Regions from separate parts of the Gossypium hirsutum genome. Here region 1 is linked to region 2. The links are chromatin contacts, called in public Hi-C maps. All regions are on one chromosome and are shown on one strand. The core of a region is the stretch at or near the end of the contact, and the rest is flanking DNA. Distances in the headings are between cores, read along the strand shown.

What was found. Hi-C and Micro-C count contacts between places; a contact is called where the count stands out from the background.
Region 1: a contact with region 2 is called in a Hi-C map of leaf, with 3 times the contacts expected there. The contact joins the promoter of LOC107887374 here to the enhancer-like site in region 2. A contact is called at or near these places in 16 of 34 Hi-C or Micro-C datasets (anther, callus, fibers and 3 more).

Annotation. Positions count from the first base shown.
Region 1 is chrA03:67,148,025-67,152,966 of Gossypium_hirsutum_v2.1, forward strand. LOC107887374 (NAC transcription factor 29-like) reads right to left here and starts at 2,253. Exons shown (of 3, transcript NM_001326739.1): 1 at 2,088-2,253; 2 at 1,698-1,978; 3 at 1,185-1,598. The coding sequence starts at 2,253. The coding sequence ends at 1,185.
Region 2 is chrA03:67,045,984-67,050,362 of Gossypium_hirsutum_v2.1, forward strand. No RefSeq gene overlaps it. Among protein-coding and RNA genes, the nearest start is that of LOC121225762, 15 kb to the right of the region's middle. Within about 2 kb of position 2,183, at least 4 of the 9 cell types and tissues checked have an H3K27ac peak or open chromatin away from gene starts, as enhancers often do. A contact at or near this core is called in fibers, hypocotyl and leaf, where this site is marked.

The sequences.
Region 1 (4,942 bases), core at 1,003-3,502, 100 kb after region 2:
AAACTCGGAAAAAGGAAATATGATAGGAGGCACTTAGAGGATTAGGCTTAACTAGTTAAAAGCAGAGTCCTCAGATTCCATTCTTGAGTATGACGGCTGAATAACCTATTCATTGCAAATATCAGCATCAAGTGCAGCACAAGGACAAATTTAGCCCTTGCATTTTTATATACAGAGCAATTCTAGACGCATCTTTGACCACCCCCAGCCACCAACTCCCCCATTTAATTGTTTTGTTTTGGATAAGTAAGTGATGCAAAGCAAGCCAGCTATCCCAAAAGTCTGCCAATAGTTTCTAACAACGGTCATGCCAATCTTGTTCCAATATTTTGTCATCTCCTCTGGTCTGTACCTATCCATCTCTAACCAATAATTAAATATCAAAATTGTTACTCATTAAATATCTTCTTTCTTCGCATCATCATTAGCGTCATCTATGCTTACATTCCAAATAAACTTGCTATTTTTGTAAACGATAAACATTATAGTAAACAACATTCTACACGTTCAAATAGGGATTAATATGATATATTTAAGATTTTATGTTTAACTTTGAAGAAAAATTTTCAAGTAACGATGAGATTTATTTATTTTATATGGCCATTTGTTTATTTATTTATTTATTTTTTATAATTAGAGGAGAAGAATGAAGTTACTTTAGATCAAACTCAGATTCTAATGCCTACAACATAATTCTCTTGTCATTAAATAAGTATTATATAAGTATTATGGAATTTGTAATTCCTTTAACCGGGTACCAAATAATAATACTTTCCACATTAATTTAATTGCACTTGTTTTTGTTTTGTTTGTTCTGTTGGTGAAGCCTTATTTCAGTCTATAATAGAAAGCAAATAACCCAGGGATTCGTACGAACAGAGTTAGGTTAAAGGAATGGGTTGTATTAAAAATAAAACATGTAGCCATAATCATCTGATTTGTAAGACTGTTTATTGTTTTGATCATAATCAATCAATATCCATTTAATAAAAATAGAATTGGCTTTCAATTTGATCATCATCGTTTTTGTCTTTTTGCAAATTTCAAGCAAATCATATTACAAAATTCATCATTTTAAAATATCTAATCTATCAGCTAACAGTTTTTACACACACATTTCTTTTTTCTTGTGAATAGACCAATCCAAAATTTTGTCAAGGTGAAAACAGTTCAGTGGAGATCTATTACTGAAATTGATACAGCATGGGATTCATATATACTTGCTGGTTTAAGAACCCACTCTCATTCACTTGAAGCTTCCCTGAATCAGTGTATTGGTAAGGTATTTCTTGTAGCTGAAGTTTCTCAACATGGTCACCTGTGGTATTACTGTCTATGGTGTTAGGGAAATAGTCAAAGCTGGAATTGTATGTATTTTCACCCAAAAGTTGGGAAATTGGACCCATGTAATCCAATTCCAGTAGTTGAGGAATCGAACTATTTGTCCTTGGGAATTTCAACATTTGTTGGGTTTCACTAGCATCATTGGAACACTGTGTCATGTGAATTGGGGCATTTGATTCTTCCACTTGTTGATCCAAACCTCTTCCCCCTGGGTTCTTCTTCTTGTAGATTCTGCAGAGGACCCAATCATCCAGCTGAAATTGTAAAACAAGCCCTGTTTCCACTCAGTTTACTTCTATCATCACAACAATACTTGGAAATATTATTAATGACCAAAAAGAAGACAAACTTACTCTCATGGATCCATTTTGCTTGGTGATTTGTTTACGTGAATCATTTAACCGATATTCATGCATAATCCAGTCAGTCTTGAGTCCCTTTGGTGGCTTGCCCTTGTAGAACACAAGAGCTTTCTTCACTCCAACATATTTGGAACCACTATAAATGGCTTTGTCCGTGCCCGTAGCCTTCCAATACCCTGACACCGTCGCCCTATTCGGTCGAACCCCATTCGGGTACTTCCTATCTCGAGGGCTAAAGAAGTACCATTCCTTTTCACCAAACTCTGCTTTATCTTCAACATCATATGCAGAAATAAAAAATAAAAAATAAAAACAGTATAGTCAGTACTCAGCAGCATAGCATAATAAAATAAGGGAAAATAAATTTATAAATAGACTAACCAGGCAATTGCCATGGATCAAATTTGTAGATATCAACTTCTGGGATAATTGAAACAGGGCATGGCTTTGATTTGGCCTGGTTTTTAAGGTAGAAGGTGATCAATTCTTCATCTGTAGGGTGGAATCTGAAACCTGGAGGAAGGTCAGAGCTGGTTTTTGTTTCCATTCTATTCAAAAAGAAGAAAAAGGGGATTTGAAAAGAAAGATGGTTTAAGGGTGAAGAGGGGCATAGGAAAAGAAGGGTGTTTGAAATGTTTGCAAGGAGAGGGCTACGCCTTTTATGGTTGCAGTATTCTTGTCGTATTATTGTGCGGGAAAATGGAGTGTGATTGGGTGATGCCTTGACTTTGAAGGAATTTAAACATCGTAAGAAGATCAACTGCCACAACCGGTGAGAACGTGGACAACACGTGCCGCTCTATCTACACAATTCCTTCATTACGCGCTCTTCTGCCTGCCTGCCTTCTTTCTACCTTACCCAATCAAATAACGAAAAGTCTTGTATTTCCTTTGGGATAATTATCCAATGAGATACTTGCACTTTGTATATATCCAATAATTTATCACTTTTTTTTTATATAACTAACGCAAACTCTAAAATGTTTAACTGCAAAGAAAATGTTTTTTATTTATTTATAATAGTATACTAATTTATTAAATAAATGGATTAATTTAATTTGATTTTATAGTGGAGTGAGGAGAGTGAATATAAAAACAATTGGGGAATGAGTCATGCAAAGGTGGTATGGAAAGGAGTTAAAAGAGCGACACGTAGTAGTGGGAAAAGTGGTAGAGTAGGATAAGTATGGTATAAATTTTTTAAAGGAAAGAAAGGTAGACCAAGGGATGGGAACAAGTAAAATAAGAAGAAGATTGTGGTTCTTATCTTAGCCACCTCACTAAATGACCCCTTATTTCGTGCTAATCCTTTACATATAAATATATACTAATTATCAATTTCTATTTTATACGTAAGAATTTCAAAGATAGAAACACCACGTGGCAAGTTGACCTTCATTAAACAGACTTTTAGAGTTTTGAGGTATATTCCTTAATTATTACGATTTATTCGACATGATTGAGTTGTACATAAAAAAGGATTCAATTCCTAGCAAACCAGCACTCATGATATTTTTACTCACTAACAGTGAAAGAGAAAAATGGAAGAATATGAGAGAAAATCCGACATTTTGTTTTACAACAAGTAGGAGAAGATACCGCAAGTATTACAACATTTTGCTAAAAAGCCCGACTCATTAAAAATGGAAGAATATGAGAAAAAAATCCCACATTTTGTTTTATAGCAAGTATGGAGAAGATACCGCAAGTATTACAACATTTTCTAAAAAGCCCGAATCATTCCTTATTTAGCAATACGAATATTCAAAATTCAGGGTTTCTTTTAACGAATATCCCATTTTATATCATTTCTCAAAATAGCAGGGAGGGCTGGATCCCCCAAGCACTGTGTTTTGAGCATGCTACTTAGGGGATTAGACCCTCCTCCATTCTTTTTATTTTTTATTTTTAAAACACATCCAACCAACTAACTATATTATTCAACATCTTCATCTTATCTAAATTATTCTTTGAAAAACATACGACCAAGTGTGTCATCTACCTCTCCCCTTATCTTCAGTAACTAGGAATTTTAGATTGGAGGTCAAAACTTTTAAACAAATAAAAAAATTTATATAAATTAATGCATAATTTTAGTAGATTTTTTAAAAATATTTTTCTATTTATGTTAAACATTTAGAACAAATTTATTTAAGCCTTCAATATATAAAATTTTTCATGAAGTCAACATATCACTAGTAATTTTTTTCATAAAAATAAACATCACTTAAATACTTTTTAGTGTCATGAGAATACAACATACCGGATTTTCAAATACAAAATTTACAATAATTATAATAGCAACAATACATTCTAAATAAATAAAAAATACTAATTTTTTAATCAATCCTAATTTTTTTATGCTCCGTTCGAGAACTTGGATTTAGATTTTAATTATTATATAAATAGTAAGAATAAGATGCATATATTATAGTCAAATTAGTTGAAAATTAATCCAATATATATTAGAAAAATATAAAAACGTGGATTTGTCTTAATAAATAGACCTCTAGCAAATCTATGTTTATGAGAAATGATTATGAATGTTACATTTCTAAATAGTTTGCTAGTCAATTTACATTATTTTTTAAATCTAAATTCTGAAAACCTAGTTTCCAAACGCTACTTCAAGGGTTTGTATTAATCAATCCTAATTTCTTTAAGGATTTGTATTAATCATCTTCCAAAAACTATTATACATTCATGATGTTAGGAGTCTCATATAAAATAAATAATCTCAAAATCATTCAATAAATAATAAAAAAAAACTAAATCTTGCATAAAAAATTTAATCTATCATAAGAAAGTCACAATATTAATTTTTTAGATATTAATCAATAAAACATGAAAAGAAAAAGATGAGTTGTTACCAAATTTGAAGAGCAACATGAAAGTATTGAAAGATTGAAAAATTATCTTGTAAAAATTCTAGAGACTAAGAGAATAAAAAAATAGAGAAAAAAGTGATGAATATGGGAAGAAAATAAAAGAAATTGTTGGGTTTTAGTAGCTCAGAGAGAGATGTTTATTTTTATATTAAATCATTTATTTTATAAAATAACTCTTTTTTTAAAAAATTGTGGGCCTTTTTCAATTTTTTGTGGGATCCTTTTTAAATTTTTATGTGAATTAATACATTAAATATATAAGAAATTGTAAAAAATATTACAAATAATATTTATTTTTTAATTTTTTGTGGGGTCAATTGACCCCATAAGCATCAACGTGGCTCCGCC
Region 2 (4,379 bases), core at 933-3,432:
AGCTATGAGCCAAGTTGCTTCAGCAAGCACATGAAAAACAAATGAAGAAAATTCAATATTTATGAATAGTTGACTTTAGAGATAAAAGCATAAATAATATCATTTTATAGTAATTGCTGATTTTTTAATTTCCATAAGAAAGAAGTTATGATTGAATATAAGAATAAAAATATTTTAAGTTACTAAAAATTAGTGCATTAAAATGATATAGAAAAGGAAATTCTCCATTCAGAATCTATCAAGAATGAAATCATAGCACTAGTTGTGATATTAATCTTAAATTTCACAATTTACTTTAAGAAAAGTTGTATATCAAGAGTTAGGAGGGGTATTGGTCATGATTGTTCTTGGTCGTTTTGTCATAATGAATCAGAGGACATTTTTTTTATATGATTAGAGACTGAGGTTTGGACACAGATGGTGCCTACAAATAAACAGTGTAATATCTTTTCCATGGATTTATTCTAATGGTTGGGATTTAATTTAAATAATCATGTACGGATGCTAAGTATGAGTGTTAGTTGGACATATCTATTAGGTTAATTGTTTGGCGTATTTAAAAAACATTTTTTTTTATTTTTCAAGGTTCGAATTGGAATGTTTTTGAGATTGTTAAAACCTCCGTTAGTTGGGCAAAATAATATGTTTTGGCCAATAAGAGGACTTCCATCAGGAAGCATGAAATTGGTCTCAATTTATCCATTTTGAAGAGTTGTGTTTCTTACATTTTGATTGGGCGGTTAAGCACGGAGTAAGACTTTCTTTTGTAAGGGGAGTGTTGAAAGATCAAAATAAAGAATAGATCCTTAGATATAACTATTATTTGAGGGAATGTTCAGTGTTTGATGCATAATTATGGAGGATTTTGAATGGTTCGGTTCCATGTCAGAAGCAAGGTTTGAAAAGAGTGGTGATACACACTGATAGCTTAGAGGTGATTATAGCCATTTAAGATCAGAATTTGATTGGCTCAAATTCAACCTAAGGCAAGAAGTTCTCAAGTTTTACATGGTTTTGGGAAATGACGTGTATAACATGGTCCTAAAAAAGATAATAAAAATACGGATTTTTTAGCCAAAATGTCTTCTGCCTGGAAGGAAGGTATTCAGGTGTTCGATGAGGTGTCTCCAAAGGTGATAGATGCTTTGAATGTTGATACAACTAATTTCAGTTATTTACTTAGTACTTTGATGTAATTGTTTGGTTTTTTTCACTAAAAAAAACCAATTAGTAATTAACTATAAAAAATAACTATATTTTCACTGTCAAAAGAACTTAAAATGCAAAATTATCCTAAATTTGACATTTATAGAAAATAAAGTCTATAAGTAATTAACTATCAAATGCGCCTAAAATACATTTATCCTAAAAAAATTAATCACCAACGTTTAATCTTTATTAATTCACTCCACCCATACCTGATTTTTATTTGTTCTTTTACCTGTTTGCTTGCCCATTTCATTTTCACCTTTTGGTTGGGAAACCCAATCCTGTTCAGTCTACCGCCCAAATTCAGGATTTTGATTCTCTGCAACTGCAACTAAAAGTCAAGTGAAATAATCATGCCAATTTTTTTTTCTATTCTGATTTGACTCAACAACCTAACTAATAGTAACCCTTTTGAGATCATTGGTAATATTTTTCAAATTATGAATTACCCCATGGTTGAAAACATGTATTTGTTTTCTTTATTGCAATTAAGTCCATGTTGTATTTAAAATCGGCTCTAATAGTGTTAGTCTGTTTATTTTTAGTGCAATGTATTTAATTATTTTTTTATTCCACTCTATAATATCATTAAATATTTAATTTTATTATCATTATTATTTTATATTAATCATAAATAAATATATCATCTATCCAAGGAGACCCTAAAGCGAATTATCCCAAGTCTCAATTTAGCTTCATTTTTACACCTTTAAAACAAAATATTCAAATTAAAGAGTGAGCAAGAGCAACAGATATTAAATAAGATTTAAGTGTTAGTGTTAGTGCTGTCATTTTCACTCAATTAATTGGAATTCATTTTGGGACAGAGAATAAGGTTTTAAGAATTGTTTAATGGAGAAAAAGGTAATCCCGCCATGCAAAAGACCTGTAATGAGTCAGACAAGAACCACTCCCCAATATCTGATGCACTTTGCGGTCAGGAGCGTGAACCTCAATCTCCCAACAATATATTATTATTTCTTTTCGAAAAAAAGTTAGCTGCGGAGTCATGCTGCTGTCTGTTATTGCTGACCACACCACAAATGTGTGTTGCAGAAATACTAGTTAAAAAGCTAAACCATAGAATCCCATGTTATTGGAGGAGCCACTCGCTTGGGCAAGGCGTGGATTCATGGCATCCCATGCCATGCCCGTGATCGATGGAGTCTTTGCCTGGAAAAGAGTGATAGTTTGAATCTTTTGGACTAGATATGCTCCCTTGCCAAATCTCTCCACTACTCTTCTAACCAAGCTACCCCTGGCCCTAACTACCTATGCATTCTTTAAAGACACAATTTTGGAGCGTACCTTACCAACTGCTCTAAAACCATTTCTAACGACCCAAACACAACCTTCTGGTTTGTCTTTAACTTTTACAGGGTTTCAAAGATTATATCCATGGTTAAAAGTAAAATGGAACTCTTGTATATCTTGTATTATATTTTGTTCCCATTATTAAAAAGATATTAGTAATTTATTTTATGTGTTAGATTAAAGAGTAAAATGATTATTTTATTAAATTTTTTTATTTATTTCTATTATTAAATATTAATATAACTGATGGAGTAACTTAAGAGTGAGTAACTCATATTGATATGAAGGGACTAATTCAAGCAAAACAAATAAAATTTTTAACAGGTAAAATGAATGAAAATTTTAATGTGAAAGGACTAATTCAAGCAATCAAAGTAGAGAACCAAAGCAGATATTATTTCCTTTTTTTTAGTAGGATCTTACTTAACAATATAATTAATAGAATTTTTAATGGGAGTATCAATTTAATCTTTAATTTAATTTATACAGATTAATTTACTAAATTTTTTAAATAAAAAATAAAAGTTTTAGTATAAAAAGATGGGTTGTTGAGGGAATTTAAAGTTGAATGAGGAGGGTTGGATGAATTGTGGATTAATTTTGGAGAATGTGGCTGCCGACACCAAAGCTTTTCCACGGCATTCTATTTTTACTCTGTTGGTTTCTTTTAAAAAATTACATTGATGAATGGTGTGAAAAGGTCGAGGATTTTTGCTTTTGTTGGCAACCAATCAATAAGCCACTAACATCCCACGTTAAAGGAAACAAACGCACGCAGCTACTTTTAATATTTTAAATTTTTCCCTCGTAGAAAAACCAAGTCATAGATAGGAGGAGGAATTTGCGAGAGCCACCCACATTTAAACTTAAACAAAACTCAGCATTACTATCAACATCACAAACAATAATTATTTATTATCATAAAAATATTTAGTTACAGCTTATTAGACTTCAGTTAATAAATAAAGTATGTATAGATAGATATTCTATTAACTAATTTTTAGATAGATTCATTAAAAATTAAAGTTAATATGTAAATATTATATATTAGAGTTATGATTTTTAAATTATAAATACTATCTTTTCTGATATCTTAAAAGAAAAAACAAAAGCTACTTTCTTTGTGTTAATTTAGAAGATCAAAATCATAACATTTCAATGAATTCAAGTATATTTTCGCATTGAGTATTATTTTAATTTTTTATTCTTAATAATTTGACATGACTAATCTTAATTTAAATTTTATATCAAAATTACTTTTTTTTTTTTCTTTTTTTATTGGAATCTCATTTCTTTGTGTTTTTGATAATCTGATATAATGCTTGTACTCATTAGGTACAAATTCATAGATTGGGATTTTAGTTAATTATTTATAGGTATCCAAAGTTGTTGGCAACTTGGCTAAGTATACAACAAAGATGCTTAATAAATCAATGTTTTAACCACAGTGCAAAAATTATGCATCCGGCCTAAGCTGATTACATGGAAGAACAACTTTTTTTTCTTTTTAGTAAAATAGTAAATAAATTTGATCTTCTTTGTCTTCTACCTAACAAAAGAACAAAATCTTCTTTTGTCTGCTTTAAATGGCTAATAATTTTCAGCAGTGGATCGATCTCTAGTTTAATTACAGTATCCCTCTTGTGACTATAAATCACTAATCACCCAACTAATTATTTATCTTCCTCATCATATCTGTTTATATATTTTCACATCTATATGATTCAATGATGAAATTAATCTAACCCAACCAAGAAATATGTTGCATACTTCAACAAAATTTGAATTTATTACAAATTTTATTTTAGGGTAAACTACATCCAAGGTCACTAATTTATTAGTAAGTTTACGCTTTG